Regions from separate parts of the Mus musculus genome. Here region 2 is linked to region 1. The links are chromatin contacts, called in public HiChIP or PLAC-seq maps. All regions are on one chromosome and are shown on one strand. Each heading gives the region's core, a stretch centred on a gene start, on an enhancer-like site or on the middle of the called end of the contact. The rest is flanking DNA. Distances are from core to core; before and after follow the strand shown. Region 1 overlaps Fbxo42 (F-box protein 42). Region 2 has its middle 21 kb from the start of B330016D10Rik.

Evidence for each region. HiChIP or PLAC-seq counts read pairs in DNA pulled down with a chosen protein or histone mark.
Region 2: a contact with region 1 is called in an H3K27ac HiChIP or PLAC-seq map of embryonic stem cells, with 9 read pairs. The contact joins two enhancer-like sites. A contact is called at or near these places in 2 of 39 promoter capture datasets (the HPC-7 cell line and cranial neural crest), 2 of 484 Hi-C or Micro-C datasets (the G1E-ER4 cell line and nephron progenitors) and 4 of 115 datasets of contacts at active chromatin or transcription factors (all in embryonic stem cells).

The regions. Positions count from the first base shown.
Region 1 is chr4:141,163,070-141,169,630 of GRCm38.p6, reverse strand. Fbxo42 (F-box protein 42) reads right to left here. Exons shown (of 10, transcript NM_172518.3): 2 at 1,654-1,918. The coding sequence starts at 1,903. Among named protein-coding and RNA genes, the nearest start is that of Fbxo42, 18 kb to the right of the region's middle. Within about 2 kb of position 3,745, at least 20 of the 459 cell types and tissues checked have an H3K27ac peak or open chromatin away from gene starts, as enhancers often do. A contact at or near this core is called in embryonic stem cells, where this site is marked.
Region 2 is chr4:141,563,429-141,570,756 of GRCm38.p6, reverse strand. No RefSeq gene overlaps it. Among named protein-coding and RNA genes, the nearest start is that of B330016D10Rik, 21 kb to the right of the region's middle. Within about 2 kb of position 5,251, at least 66 of the 459 cell types and tissues checked have an H3K27ac peak or open chromatin away from gene starts, as enhancers often do. A contact at or near this core is called in embryonic stem cells, where this site is marked.

The DNA.
Region 1 (6,561 bases), core at 2,496-4,995:
ACTCTCCGTAATTCCAGTTCTAGAGGATCCAATGCTGTCTTCTGGCCTCCACAGGCACCTCCATATATGTGGTGCATATACATACACTGAAGGCAAACACACACACACACAGAGACACACACACACATAAACATCTTAATTAACATCTTTTTTAAGTTAAGAGCTTTCCAGGAACTGTGGTCCCCACTTTTAACCCCTGCATTTAGAAGGGCAGAGGCAAGTGGAACAGTGTGAGTTGTGGCCAGGCAGGCAAGCATGTTGAGACCCTGTCTCATAAGAAGATAAATAAACATAGGTGAAGAGTGTTACTCCAGTGTTAGTACACATCAGTATACACTTGTGTACATCTGTAGTATGGACACCACTAAGACTGAACCCTAAGATAAAGGATGCTCTCTGGGTGGTAGTGATGTGCAGGTTCACCAGCTGCAACATGGCGCCACTGTGGTGGGCAGTGCTGTCAAGGAAGGAGGCTGTTTCTGTGTAGGGCACAGGTAGATGGCAAAGCCCATGCCTACCACTACTGGCGCTGAACCTAAAATCCCTCTAAAAATAGAGCATTATGCTAGGCTACAACTCCTGTACTCAGAGAACTGGCATGTAGGGTCATGAGTTCAAGTCCAGCCCAGGCTATATACAAAGCACATGTGCATATATAGTGGATTTCAAAAAGTAAATACTCACTAGGCATGGTAGTTGCATGTTTTTAATCCCAGCACCCAGGAGACAGAGGCAAATGGATCTCTGATTTTGAGACCAGCATGGTCTATAAAGCAAGTTCCAGGACAGCCAGTGCTATATAAAGAAACTGTGGGGTCTTTTGTGTTTTTGTTTGTTTGTTTGTTTAATCATGCTTCTAGAACAATCTACTTTTTCTAAAATATCCATCCTAATGAATAATTTCACTAAAGGCATACTTCATTTGCTTTTGCTTTTTTTTTTTTTTTTTTTGGAGACAGGGTTTCTCTGATACTCCTGGCTGTCTTAGAACTCACTCTATCTATAGACCAGATTGGCCTTGAACTCACAGATCTGTCTACCTCTGCCTCTGGAGGGCTGGAATTAAAACCATGAACTATGTAAACCTATCTCTCAAACACGCCTCTCTCTCTTTCCTTTATGTTTAAGAATATATTAAAATATCTCCATTATCCCCATTTCTGCTTCAGAAAAAATTATTTAAAAAAATGAAGGTCGGGCTGGTGAGATGGCTCAGCGGGTAAGAGCACTGGCTACTCTTCCGAAGGTCCTGAGTTCAAATCCCAGCAACCACATGGTGGCTCACAACCACCTGCAATGAGATCTGACGCCCTCTTCTGGTGCATCTGAAGATAGCTACAGTGTACTTAGATATAATAGTAAATAAATCTTAAAAAAAAAAAAACACACACACACACACAAAACCACAATGGACATAGCCAGGTCTCTGTGGCTAAGTACTCTTGCTGTTCTTCCAGAAGACTGAGTTCAAGCCCAGCTCCCACACAGGTGGCTCCCAGACCCTGTAACTCAAGACCCAGTGAATCTGACGCCTTCACCTGGCCTCCACAGGCACCTGCATACATGCAACATACACATACATGGAGACAGACGGACAGATGGACAGATGGATGGACACACACACACACACACACCTCTTTAAAACAAGTGTACCTTTGATAAGTCGATACCACTGTTTGCAGACCAGAGCTGCAGTCTTGTGTTCCTGGTATGGTGAAAGGAAGGACAGAATATACTCCAAAACCTCTTCCGGCAGCTCAGACATGGACCTATTATGTCTTGTTTCCTCAACCTCCAACACTGGGTGGGGGTCCTCATCTTGCTCCATTGTCCCTTCCAGTGCAGTTTCTTCTTGGTCCACGGCCATGACACTGTCATCTTCACTGTCCGAGGAGCTGGCCATGACACACTCGAAGCTCTAGTGTAAGAAGTAAACATCAGTGCACAGCTCTCAGAAGCACAGGAGCACTGAGCACCCGAGCTGCTCACAGCCTCCTTCCTTCCCACAGCATGAAGCTGCTCCAGCACTTCCCCGTAACCAGTCGGATCCATATTAATCTCATAGGTAGAGTGCCAATGCCAAGCCCGCCACATCCTCCCTCCCCCTAGAATGGCACACAAGTCCCAGTATAACCTTCGAACAGGAAGACTTGGGGGGGGTGGGTGGGTAGAAGGCTCAGCAGTTAAGAGCACTGCTCTTCTAAAGAGCCCAGGCTTGGTTCCCAGCACCAGTAGCTCACAATAGCCTGAACTCCATTTCCAGGGGACCTACCACCATCTTCTGGCCTCTATGGGAACTGCACATGTGTAGTAGGTAAACACTAAAACACATTAAATATAAAAAACAAAAATGCCACCAAGTGGACACAGACCTCTAATTCTTTAATTCTAGCACAAAGGAGGCAGAGGCAGGTAGATCTCTGCGACTTTTAGACCAGCCTAGAGTCTACATAGTGAGTTCTAGGCCAACCAAGACTACACACAGCGGAACCATCTCAAGCAAGCAAAGACAACCTGGAAAACCTGTTCTTTCATAATTCCTTACCTCAGAGATATGACTAATATGTGGTGCAGGGGATACCTCCCACTGACAAGGAAAAACTAACTCTGAGTCCTAGAAAAGAATAGAAGAATGCTGGAAGGAAGATATGAGTTAAAAAAGCAGAAGCTTTAAGACAGGCATAGCTCTCTTGGGCCAGCCTGAGAGCCCAGCACTTGGGAGGCTGAAGCAGGAAAAGTTGGAGGTTACAGACTATAATACTAATACATATATTTATACACATCAGTTTGAGAGGGGGTATGGTTCAACTGTAGAGTGCTTATCCTTATATAGGGCAATTCAATTAGAAAATAATAACTTTTCTAAGAACAGGCTTAGCTGGCTAAACTGTTAACCACAAAACAATATGAACAACAGAAAACATGATACACCTAGGCAATAAAAACAAATAAACAAACCCAAGTGCCTGACAACAAAACCAATGATAAGAACTGTCATTCGTGATGGAAACCCATGAAGTCAGGAACGACAGGCACAGGCCCCAGTCTCTCAGAAGAGATACTCAGCAGAGAGGGCAGAGTACATTCTGCATGACAATTTATGCCAGAGCAAAGCTAATTTATGCCACCGTAAGTGAGGACAGTGATTAATATACAAAGTTCCAAAGTGCTGGGAAAGTCTGTTCCCTAATTGGGAGCTAGAGCTCAGCCTGTGGAAAAGCCATGGGCTGAGAGCAAGAGTTGGTCAGAGTATGTTCTTGTCAATAGTTATTTCTAATGGAGATATTATAGATTACATAAATTTCCCTCTATGCGGGAACTCTAGTTCCAGAAATCTCTAGAAAGAAAATTCTAACTACACAAAGGCAAATAAGTCATTTGCATGTGCAAAGCCTAAGGTCAAAACAGTAAAACTAAGGAACTGCCATTTACATAAGAACAGGTACGGTGAGGCACACCTTCAGTCCAAACATTTGAGAGGTAAAGAGGCAGGAGGATCTCTGTGAGTTGAAGGCCAGCCTACTCTACACAGTGAATTCAAGGCCAGCCAGGCTACTCACTGAAACTGCTCAAAAAGAAGAATTATGTTCCAGTTAGAGTCTGAAAGGAGAGGTGCTGCGCAAGTTAGGACTAAAGGTTTAGTGGGGAGTGAATTCTCTGAGGGATGTCGGGAACAGAAGACCAGGGTGCCACGCTGACCACGCCTCTCTCACAGAGCTCTCTGAGACAGCTGGTTAGAAAGGTCAGGTGAAGGATGGAAGGAGGGACAGGATGAAGCTCCTGTGTCACTACTAACCGCCGGCTGGGGACCACTCCAAGAGGACTTGGCTGCAAAGCTCTGGCAGACTTTGAAGAGGCAAACGACTCAGCTGGAGTCTTCACAGGGAATGGAGCTTTGATCTTTGTGGGTTTTTTTTTTTTAATAGCCTTTCTTTTTTAGGGGGGTTGGCTTTTTGAGATAGGATTTCTCTATGAAACAGCCTTGACTGTCTCAAAACTCATTCTGTAGATGTTGACCAGGCTGGCCTCGGAGATCCACCTGCCTCTGCCTCCCAAGGGCACCATGCCCAACTCAAGTTCTTCAAACACAAGTGTAAACATTAGGTAATTTTGTTGTTGGTTTTTAATGTCTATGTGTGTTTTGCCTGCGGTATTTATAAGCAGCACTTGCATGCCTGGTGCCCACAGAGGTCAGAAAAAGGCACTGGATCCCTGGGACTGTAGTTACAGACAGCTGGGACTTGTCTGTGGGTGCTGGGAATCGAACCTGAGTCCTCTGCATGAGCAGCAAGTGCTCTTAGCCACCATAAGCCAACTCACCAGCCTCATGGTGTTAGTTTTATGTTTTCACAATTATTTAATTTTAATTATGGATCTACATTTTTTTTGTTTTTTTTTTGTTTTTTTGTTTTTTTGTTTTTCGAGACAGGGTTTCTCTGTGTAGCCTTGGCTGTCCTGGACCTCACTTTGTAGACCAGGCTGGCCTGGAACTCAGAAATCCGCCTGCCTCTGCCTCCCGAGTGCTGGGATTAAAGGGGATCTACGCATTTCTGTGTGTAGGTGTGGGCTTGTGAGTGCAAGTCCCCAGGAGACCAGAAGCAGGTGGATCCCATGAGGCCTCCAATGCAGGAACTGAATTAACTTTTCTTTGCTTTTGCTGTTTTGTTTTGAAATAGGGTTTCTCTGTATAGTCCTGGCTGTCCTGAGCTCACTCTGTAGAGCAGGCTGGCCTGGAACTCAGAGAGATCTCTGCCTGCTGCTGGCAGCAGTAGCATTTATTCATTCTAAACCTCTGAGCCACCTCTCTAGCCGTTATTGGTTAGCTGGTTGATTGGTTGGGTTGGGTTTTTTGATATCCTGTAGCCCAGACTGTCTTTAAATTCACACTGATCCTCCTGCCTCAGCTATCCAAGTGTTAAGATTATAAATTATGAGCCACCATGCCTGGCTTGGCTTGCTTTCCTTCCTCCCTGTGGATGTAAGCCCTGCCTTGGATGCATACTGCTTTGCAGGTATCTGATGTCTTTTGAGTATCCCCCCATCTTCCCCTACTACTCCCACTCTCCCCTCCTCTCAGGCCCCTGCACTCCTACAGTTTTACTTCTGTTTTCATTTCTGCAAACACATAAGACTGACTCCTTTCTCTCATTTCCTGGATTAACATTAACCTCACTCTGCAAACTCACATAAGAAAAAAGTCCAAGAAAAAGACCTGTTGAGCCGGGCGTGGTGGCGCACGCCTTTAATCCCAGCACTCGAGAGGCAGTGGCAGGCGGATTTCTGAGTTCGAGGCCAGCCTGGTCTACAAAGTGAGGTCCAGGACAGCCAGGGCTACACAGAGAAACCCTGTCTCGAAAAACCAAAAAAAAAAAAAAAAAAAAAAAGGACCTGTTGAGTAGGCCACTGTTCGCATCTAATTCCAACACAGTCGGCCAGCCGCAGCACAGTGCTGCCCAATGAGCCCAGGTAGCTTCAGAATGACTGAATTGGAGGGGGCTGTGGAGGACATTCTCATCACTATTTCCCACACAGAGAACATCATCTGGTTCAATAAACCATTTACCCCCTTCAAGGCCTTCTGACAGCACAGTCAGCAAGTCTGAGCAGTGGTCCCCACACAGCCGTAGGTAAGTAAGCTCTAAGGAGCTTCACTGTCTCGTGGTCCACAGAAACATGAGTCCCATGCTTCCAAGGGCATACTTGCTGACTCAGCCCCGGACACAGGGGTGGCAGGTCCTTTCCTTGGCAACTGTATGTGCCGCACCAATTCACATAGCTTCTTTCTCTCTTCCACAACCAGGTGCTCAGAGCTCCCGAGGACATGGACACATTTTGATGCTCTCAAGTTTTGGAATTTTTTTGTTTGTTTGTTTGTTTTCATTTTGTTTTCTGCTGGCTTAAAGCATTTCCCACATAACCACATTAACTCCAGAAACGAGGTTTTCATGAGCTGTTTAGAAAGACAAGTTCTTATCCTCACCCGTGTCAGACCTCTTCATTCCCCAAAGTGATGGGTCTTTTGGGAAAATTCACAATTGGAAGTCAAATCAATAGAATCAGAATGTGAAGACAGGCTGTTTTGCTGGGCCTCTTTGCTTTCTATGGGGCATCCTGATGAGCACTAGGTCAGACACGTCCTCAGAGCATCTACATGCTGGCCTCACCTCATAGCAGCAACTGGATCAAAATACACTGGAACGTCACTGAGTGCTCGGCAGTCTGCTGGCCAAAACTAAAAGCTTTTATGTCTCTTTGAGTTCTGAAGGTTTTGGGTTTCTGTTTGTTTGTTTGTCTGTCTGTCTGTCTGTTTGTTTTTAAAGAGGGGAGCAGAAAGAGTGGGGTGTTTGCTTGTCTGTTTGAGAATGCCAAGGTTTTGTTTGCCAGGTCACTGGCTGGCTACACCAGCTGCATCACTGCGCTCCAGCTTCAGTGAGAGACTCTCAAAACCGCAGTTGAATGGAGGGTGAAATGGATTAGCGGACAGGAGACACTTGACCCCAAACCTGACCACCTCAGTCCAGTCCCCAGAACCCACATGGTAGCAGGAAAAAGCCAGTTCCC
Region 2 (7,328 bases), core at 4,002-6,501, 400 kb before region 1:
TCTCTCTCTCTCTCTCTCTCTCTCTCTCTCTGCCTATAACTCCCCTCCCCAGGCCCTGAATGAACTCTATTCTATACTCTACCTTCATGTGTGGCTGGTCCCTAAGGGGGAAGGGATGGCTCAGCATTGGCCCACTGAGGCACCCCCCCTTCCCCTATACCTGATTGCACCTCCATAGAACATATCCCCCGCTCCCTTTATCTTTGTTTGTTTGTTTGTTTTCTTTTTCAAGACAGGGTTTCTCTGTGTACTCACTTTGTAGACCAGGCTGGCCTAGAACTCAGAAATCCGCCTGCCTCTGCCTCCCGAGTGCTAGGATTAAAGGCATGCGCCACCACACCCAGCTTCTCTTTATCACTTCACTTTGTGTGAAGACAGACAGACATGTGAGCTTCCCTGAGGGTAGGTGGGAAGGTAGGCAGAGGGCAGATTACCTCTGCTGGGATAGCTAAAGAATGCGGAAACAACCAAAAGCAAGGGAGTGGGGTTGGTGCAGTGAGGAACAGAAGGTGCTGGGCCAGAGGTCAGTCTGTGGTCACAGGACGTGAACCTTAGCTGCCCCCGCCCCCATGTGACTTGTTTGTTTCCCTCAATTGTCAGCGCGCACAGAGCAGCCTGTACAGGCCAGCCCTTAGTAAGTATGTGTGGAATGAATGCATCCACCCTCGGGAATTTGGAGAGAGGTGACTTACAAACTGGAACCCAGAGAGTCATGTGGAAATTGGTGATGGCCCACACACAGCCCTTCTGGAAACTCTAATTGTCTTCTTCCAGACCAGATCAATCAATGTCTGTAAGAGTGCTAGAGAGGGCTGAAGAGGTGGCTCAGGAGCCAAAAGCAACAGCTGCTCTTCTGGAGGACCTGGGTTCCATTCTCAGCACCCACATGGCAGCTCACACCTGTCTGTAATTCCCGTTCCAGGAGAACAGATGTTTCTTAGGCATAGTGCATACCTTTAACTACAGCATTCCAGGAGGCTGAGGCAGGAGGATCACTCCAAGTTCGAAGCCAGTTTCAGACCAGCTAGGATTACATATCTAGACCTGGTCTTGAAAGAGAGGGAGCCAGCTCTGTGGCAGCTCTATGGCACGCAGCAGAGTGTCACCCCTCTCTGTTGTGAAGAAGTGACACACCAGAAGAGGGTGTCAGATCTCATTACAGATGGTCATGAGCCACCATGTAGTTGCTGGGAATTGAGCTCAGGACCTCTGGAAGAACAGTCAGTGCTTTTAACTGCTGAGCCATCTCTCCAGCCCCATAAACCTATTTTTTTATTCTATTTATTTAGGCCTCTTACGCATCTGCTACTGAGCCACCACACCCTCAGACCCCCAAATTATATGATACATATGCATACATGCACACGCACGCATATGTCATATACACATATATAGTTTATTTGTGCGTATGTATGTAAATAGGCCTGCCGTGGCATGCAGATAAAGGTCAGAGGTCAAGTTTTCGGAAGTGAGCTCTCTCCTTCAAGTTCTATGTGGGTCTCAGGGACAGGATTCAGGGTGTGAGGCTTGTGTGGCAACTGCTTTTACCCATGAGTCACCTGGAGCACAGCCCTCTGGTTTGCTGTGACACAACCTCCTTATGTTGCCCCAGCCTGGACAGGCTGTAGGGCTGACCTGGAATTCATTATGTATAACTGACTGAGCTCACTGGTGCGGTGAGCCTCCTTCAGCTACCTCCCCCGGGTTACTCTGCTCCTTATGGGAGGCTTTTGTGATAACCCTATACAACAGCTACATTCCTGGGCCACCCTACTCCAGGATCCTGAGTAGGTTACTCCTGGGGGTTCTTATCTGACTTCCACGGGCCATCCACACACCTGGGTGCACACACAAAAACCATTTTTTTTTTAAAAAGGTTTATTTATTTTTATTTTTTGGATTTTCGAGACATGGTTTCTCTGTATAGCCCTGGCTGTCCTGGAACTCACTTTGTAGACCAGGCTGGCCTTGAACTCAGAAATCCGCCTGCCTCTGCCTCCCAAGTGCTGGGATTAAGGGTTTATTTATTTATTGATTTCATGTATATGAGTACACTGTGGCCATCTTCAGACACACCAGAAGAGGGCGTCAGATCCCATTACAGATGGTTGTGAGGCACCATGTGGTTGGTGGGAATTAAACTCAGGGTCTTAGGAAGAGCAATCAGTACTTTTAACTGCTGAGCCATCTCTCCAGCCCACAAAAACAATTCTTGAGACAGGGTTTCTCTATGTAGCTCTGACTGTCCTGGAACTCAGTCTATAAACCAGGCTGGCCTCAAACTCACAGAGATCTGCCTGTCTCTGCCTCCCGAGTGCTGGGTTCAAAGGTGTGTGCCATCACTGCTCATCGTAAAATATAATTTTGTGAAAGCCAAGAGGGCTGGAGAGATGGTTCACCAGTTAGGAGAGCGTGTGTTGCTCCTGCAGAGGACCTTGGTTTGATTCTTAACACCCACCATGAGGGCTCACTGCCATCTGTGACAGCAGTTCCAGAGGATATGACACACTCTTCTGAACATGCCACATGTGGTACCCAGACATGCACGTAAGCAAAACACTCAAACGCATAAAATAAATAAACACACACACACACACTTGCTCTGTAGACCAGGCTGACCGAGAACTCTCAAGTCCTCCCAAGTTGGGATCAAAGGTGTGCGCCACCAAGAAAAGCCAGGAGGAGCTTGTCTGATTCTGGCCTTCTTCCTGCAGTGATAATATGTGTAGCAGTCAAGTTTATCTAACCCGATTTGTCTGCCTGACAAGTCCCACTTGTACACCCACCCAAGAGCTATCTGGATTTGTGAATGAAAGACACACACACACACACACAAACTACACACACACACACACACACTCCAGTTGATGTTAAATATGCCTTGATGAGGTCAAAGCCTGGGCAGTTCTAATCTTCCCCGCAGCTAGCACACATTACCCTCTGGTACTGCTAGCTTAATGGCCTCTAACTCCATATTTTATCTTTGCTGCCCTGGCTCCTTCTGGGCAGCCCTTCCGGGCCCATTCCTTCTCTCCTACACTCCGGATGATTTTCCTTCTGCAGTTCTAAATCTAATCCGTCTCCCTCCTTCCTTTCTCCCAATGCCTAGCCTGTGAAAATCTAAAGGTCTCGCCTCAGTCTACCTGCCTGGACATTGGCAGTTGGCTCTTTATTGATTGATCAGAAACCAATTGGGGACAAGGATCTTCAGCGTTTGGACACACAGATTCACAATTTTGGGGGCCCGGATTACTTCAAAGCATTAGATCCCATCCCCAACACATGTGTTCACCCCCCAGTGTGTGTGGTTTGTCTCTGAAGGCCCAGATTTTTATGGTCACTCATAACAGAGTCAAAGTCTGAGAAAGAGAAGGCTAAGATATGCCCTCTGAGCCTTCAGGGGAAATAAGGGCAAAGTCTCAAGTCCTTTTATTATTTTTTTTTCCGAGACAGGGTTTCTCTGTATAGCCCTGGCTGTCCTGGAACTCACTTTATAAGCCAGGCTGGCCTCGAACTCAGAAATCCGCTTACCTCTGCCTCCCAAGTGCTGGGATTAAAGGCATGCACCACCACCGCCCGGCTCAAGTCCTATTTTTTGTATATTGGTGTTTGGACTGTATGTATGTCAGTATGGGGGTTGTTGGATCCCTTCGCAACCCCATTGGACTACATAGTGTCTTCTGCCAGGTAAGGACATGTGCAGCTACAAGGGAGGGGGGCATGGAGGGCGTCTTGTCTAGAAGGAATTAATAAATACAAGCTCATTGGGAAGTGCCTCTAAATTAGGGTTAGTAAGCCCTAGAGTGCTTCCATTCTAGGAGGTACTGTGTGTGTGTGTGTGTGTGTGTGTGTGTGTAAAGAATAGTGGACTAGAGACATGGCTCAGCAGGCTGCTCTTCCAGAGGACCCCAGTTCAATTCCCAGCACCCACATGGCAGCTTACATCCTGTTTCCAAGGGACCTGACACCCTCATACTGAAATATACACAGTCAAAACACCAATATACATAAAATACAAATAAATTAATATTTAAAAATGAACCAAGGAAGGCCGGCTGCGATGACAGCTCTTAGGAGGCAGAGGCAGGTAGATTTCTGTGAGCTCCAGGCCAGCCAACTTGAGCTGCATAGTGAGACCATGTCTCAAAAACAAATCAACATCAAAAAACCAGTGCATGCTCTCTGTCCAGAGCCATCTCTTCAGTCCCAACTAGGGTAGACTTTAAAAACTATTCCTGAGCCATAGGCTACGCTTGGGGAATGCCTACAGCTAAGTCTCAGCCCCTTGTATTTCCTTAATGGTTGGGGGGGGGGGCTGAGGCTAGGGGAGTGACCCTAGATAAGCCACTCCCATCCCTGCCTTCCATCCTGGGGCTCCTGGCAGTCTGAGGACTCATCACCAAACCTACTTGTTCAGATTGATACTTCCCCCAGAGCCAAATTCGGCCTTTTCCCAAAAGTGTGAACTGCATTGGATCAACCGGTTCTAAAAGTGGATGGCTTATCACCTTAGGCCAGTGGTTCCCAACGTTCCTAACACTTCGTGCAACTCTTTAAGACAGCTCCTCCGTTGTGGTGACCCCCAACTAGAAAATTATTTTCGCTGTTACTTCATAACTGTTATTTTTCTACCGCTTTCAATTGTACTGTTTCTGTGTTTTGCGACGGTATTGTCTTAGGCAAAAGGGTCTTTCAGCACTCCCTTACCTTATGAAAGGGGTCACAACCCACAGGTTGGTAGCCGCTGCTTAGGACCATAAGTACTGCTGGACTTGTTTTGTTTTACTTTGTTTTGTTTCGAGACAGGGTTTCTCTGTGTAGCCCTGGCTATCCTGGAACTCACTGTAGACCAGGCTGGCTTCAAACTCAGAAATCTGCCTGCCTCTGCTTCCCGAGTGCTGGGATTAAAGGCATGTGTCACCTCTGCCCAACTGCTAGACTTTGTTTTCACTTTGCTTTCCTCCTTTTTTTTTTTTCCTTTCCTTTTCTTTTTTAAATATTAGACAGGGTCTCCTGTGGCCCAGGTGGGCCTCAGACTCACTAGGAGGCCGGGAGATGAGATAACTTCCAACCTCTGATCAACCCACAAATGCTTAGCCACCCACAGAGCTCCCAAATCTGTCTTTTGTGGCCTTTTCTAAGAGAGGTGAGGAAAGCTGTGGCTTTGTCCTTCACTAGTTCCAAGGAACAGCGGGGAGAGCTGAATCACAATGGGTGGATTCCAGCCCCAGCCGGAGCGGGAAACAACGCCCCACCCGGCATTTTAAACCAAAAAGCTTTCTGTTCTCTCAAGTCGGAGCTCATTCTTGGGCTCTGAGGACTGGGGAAGTATGGAGGGGAAATAGCTTACATTCCATAGTTCTGTATTTAGCATCTTCTTAGAAACCCACATTGAAAACTAGGTTTCTTTTTTTAAAGTCTTTCTTTCTTTCTTTTTTAATTATGTACTTGAAGTGTATGCACCAGAGCACAGGGGGCCTCAGAGGCCGGAAAGGGTGTTGAATCCCCAGGAGCTCGAATAACCAAAGTCCTGTCCCGTGTCCGTCCCCCACCCCCGACCCCCCCACCCCGAGTGGGTGCTGGGAGCCAATTCAAGTTCTCAGCAAGAGTGGTACAGGATCTTTTTTCTTTTAAAAATTTATTTATTTATATGTAAGTACACTGTAGCTGTCTTCAGACACACCAGAAGAGGGCGTCAGATCTTGTTAGGGATGGTTGTGAGCCACCATGTGGTTGCTGGGATTTGAACTCTGGACCTTCAGAAGAGCAGTCGGGTGCTCTTACCCACTGAGCCATCTCACCAGCCCCCGTGGTACAGGATCTTAACTGCTGTAAGTTCAAGGTCAGCATGGTCTACATAGTGGGAGCCTACCAGGAGCTCCACAGAGTCTTCTCTTGCTGTGTTGATTAGCAGCCTCAGGGTTCAGATTGGCTGGGCAAGCTCTCTTTCCCGGCCCTTCAGCTGCAAGGTAGCAGTTGCTACTACCCCAAAATCTCTCTGGCTGTCACTTGCTGATCAAGGGATCCACCCTCTTCTTAGTAACAGCTGGCTCAAACCTTCCACCTTTCCAGATGACACAGTAGCCTGATTTAGTAAGTCTTACTCAAGGAAGTGTGTATATGGGTTAAACCTCATTTAAAAATACCCTTTTCTTGCCAGGTGTCCTGGCACACACCTTGAATCCCAGCACTTGGGAGGCTGATTGGAGGATGAACTCTCCTGAGTTTGAGGCCAACCTGGTCTATCTAGTAAGTTCTGGGACAGCCAGGGCTACACAGAGAAAACCCTGTCTCAAAAAACAAAACAAAACAAAACAAAAGGAAACAGACAATGAAAAGACAGAAAGAAAGCCTTTATTCAGGCTGGCTGGGAGTACAGTCTGGAGTTCCAGACAAAGCGAAGCACCGCTAGGCATTGTGGGAAAGGACTTTTTTTTTTTTTTTTTTTTTTTTTTTTTGGAGACAGGGTTTCTCTGTATAGCCCTGGCTGTCCTGGAACTCACTTACTTTGTAGACCAGGCTGGCCTCGAACTCAGAAATCCGCCTGCCTCTGCCTCCTGAGTGCTGGGATTAAAGGCGTGCACCACCACGCCCGGCTGGGGTATCTTTTTAGAAAGATTTATTTATTTGTATATGCACTGGTGTTCGGCCGGCATGCCTGTGCCAAGGCGCCAGATCCTTTGGAACTGGAATCACAGGCAGCTGTGAGCCGCCATGTGGGTGCTTGGTACTGAACTCAGGTCCCCTGGAAGAACAGTCAGCGCTCATAACCACTGAACCATCTCTCCAGCCCTAGCTGGGACATCTTGACCTCCGTTCCTAGAACAGAGTCGTGTCATTTTCCATGGGATTCTCCATGAAGGAGATCAAATTCTAGTTAAGCATGAACTGGCCTCAGCAAGAATACAAGATGGAGGAACCTCTGTTCTCTCTTGCCCTGTCACATGGGGATGAAAACTCTGGCCCCAAACTCAGAGTTCCCCCTGCTGAAGCATCTTTCCAGAGTCCTAGCTCTCCCCTATACATGTGCAGGTTTGGGGTGTCTCTCCCTAGCTACACAGCGCCTATCTAGAACATGCCCTCTCTTGCCACTTTGGACATGGAGGGGTCCCTCACGAGCATCTAGCCTAACTTCTCCACTAGTGACTGAGACCCTGTCTCTGACAACTTTTGTTTTCATCAGTTGGAGACATTCAGTTTGGGGTTTTCGACCCAAATTAATCTGATTCAGGGGCTTGAACTTACAGATATCTGCCGCCTCTGCCTCCCAAGTGCAAGGAGTTAAAGGCATTGTCCCACCATGCCTGGCTATTTGGTTTTTGAACCAG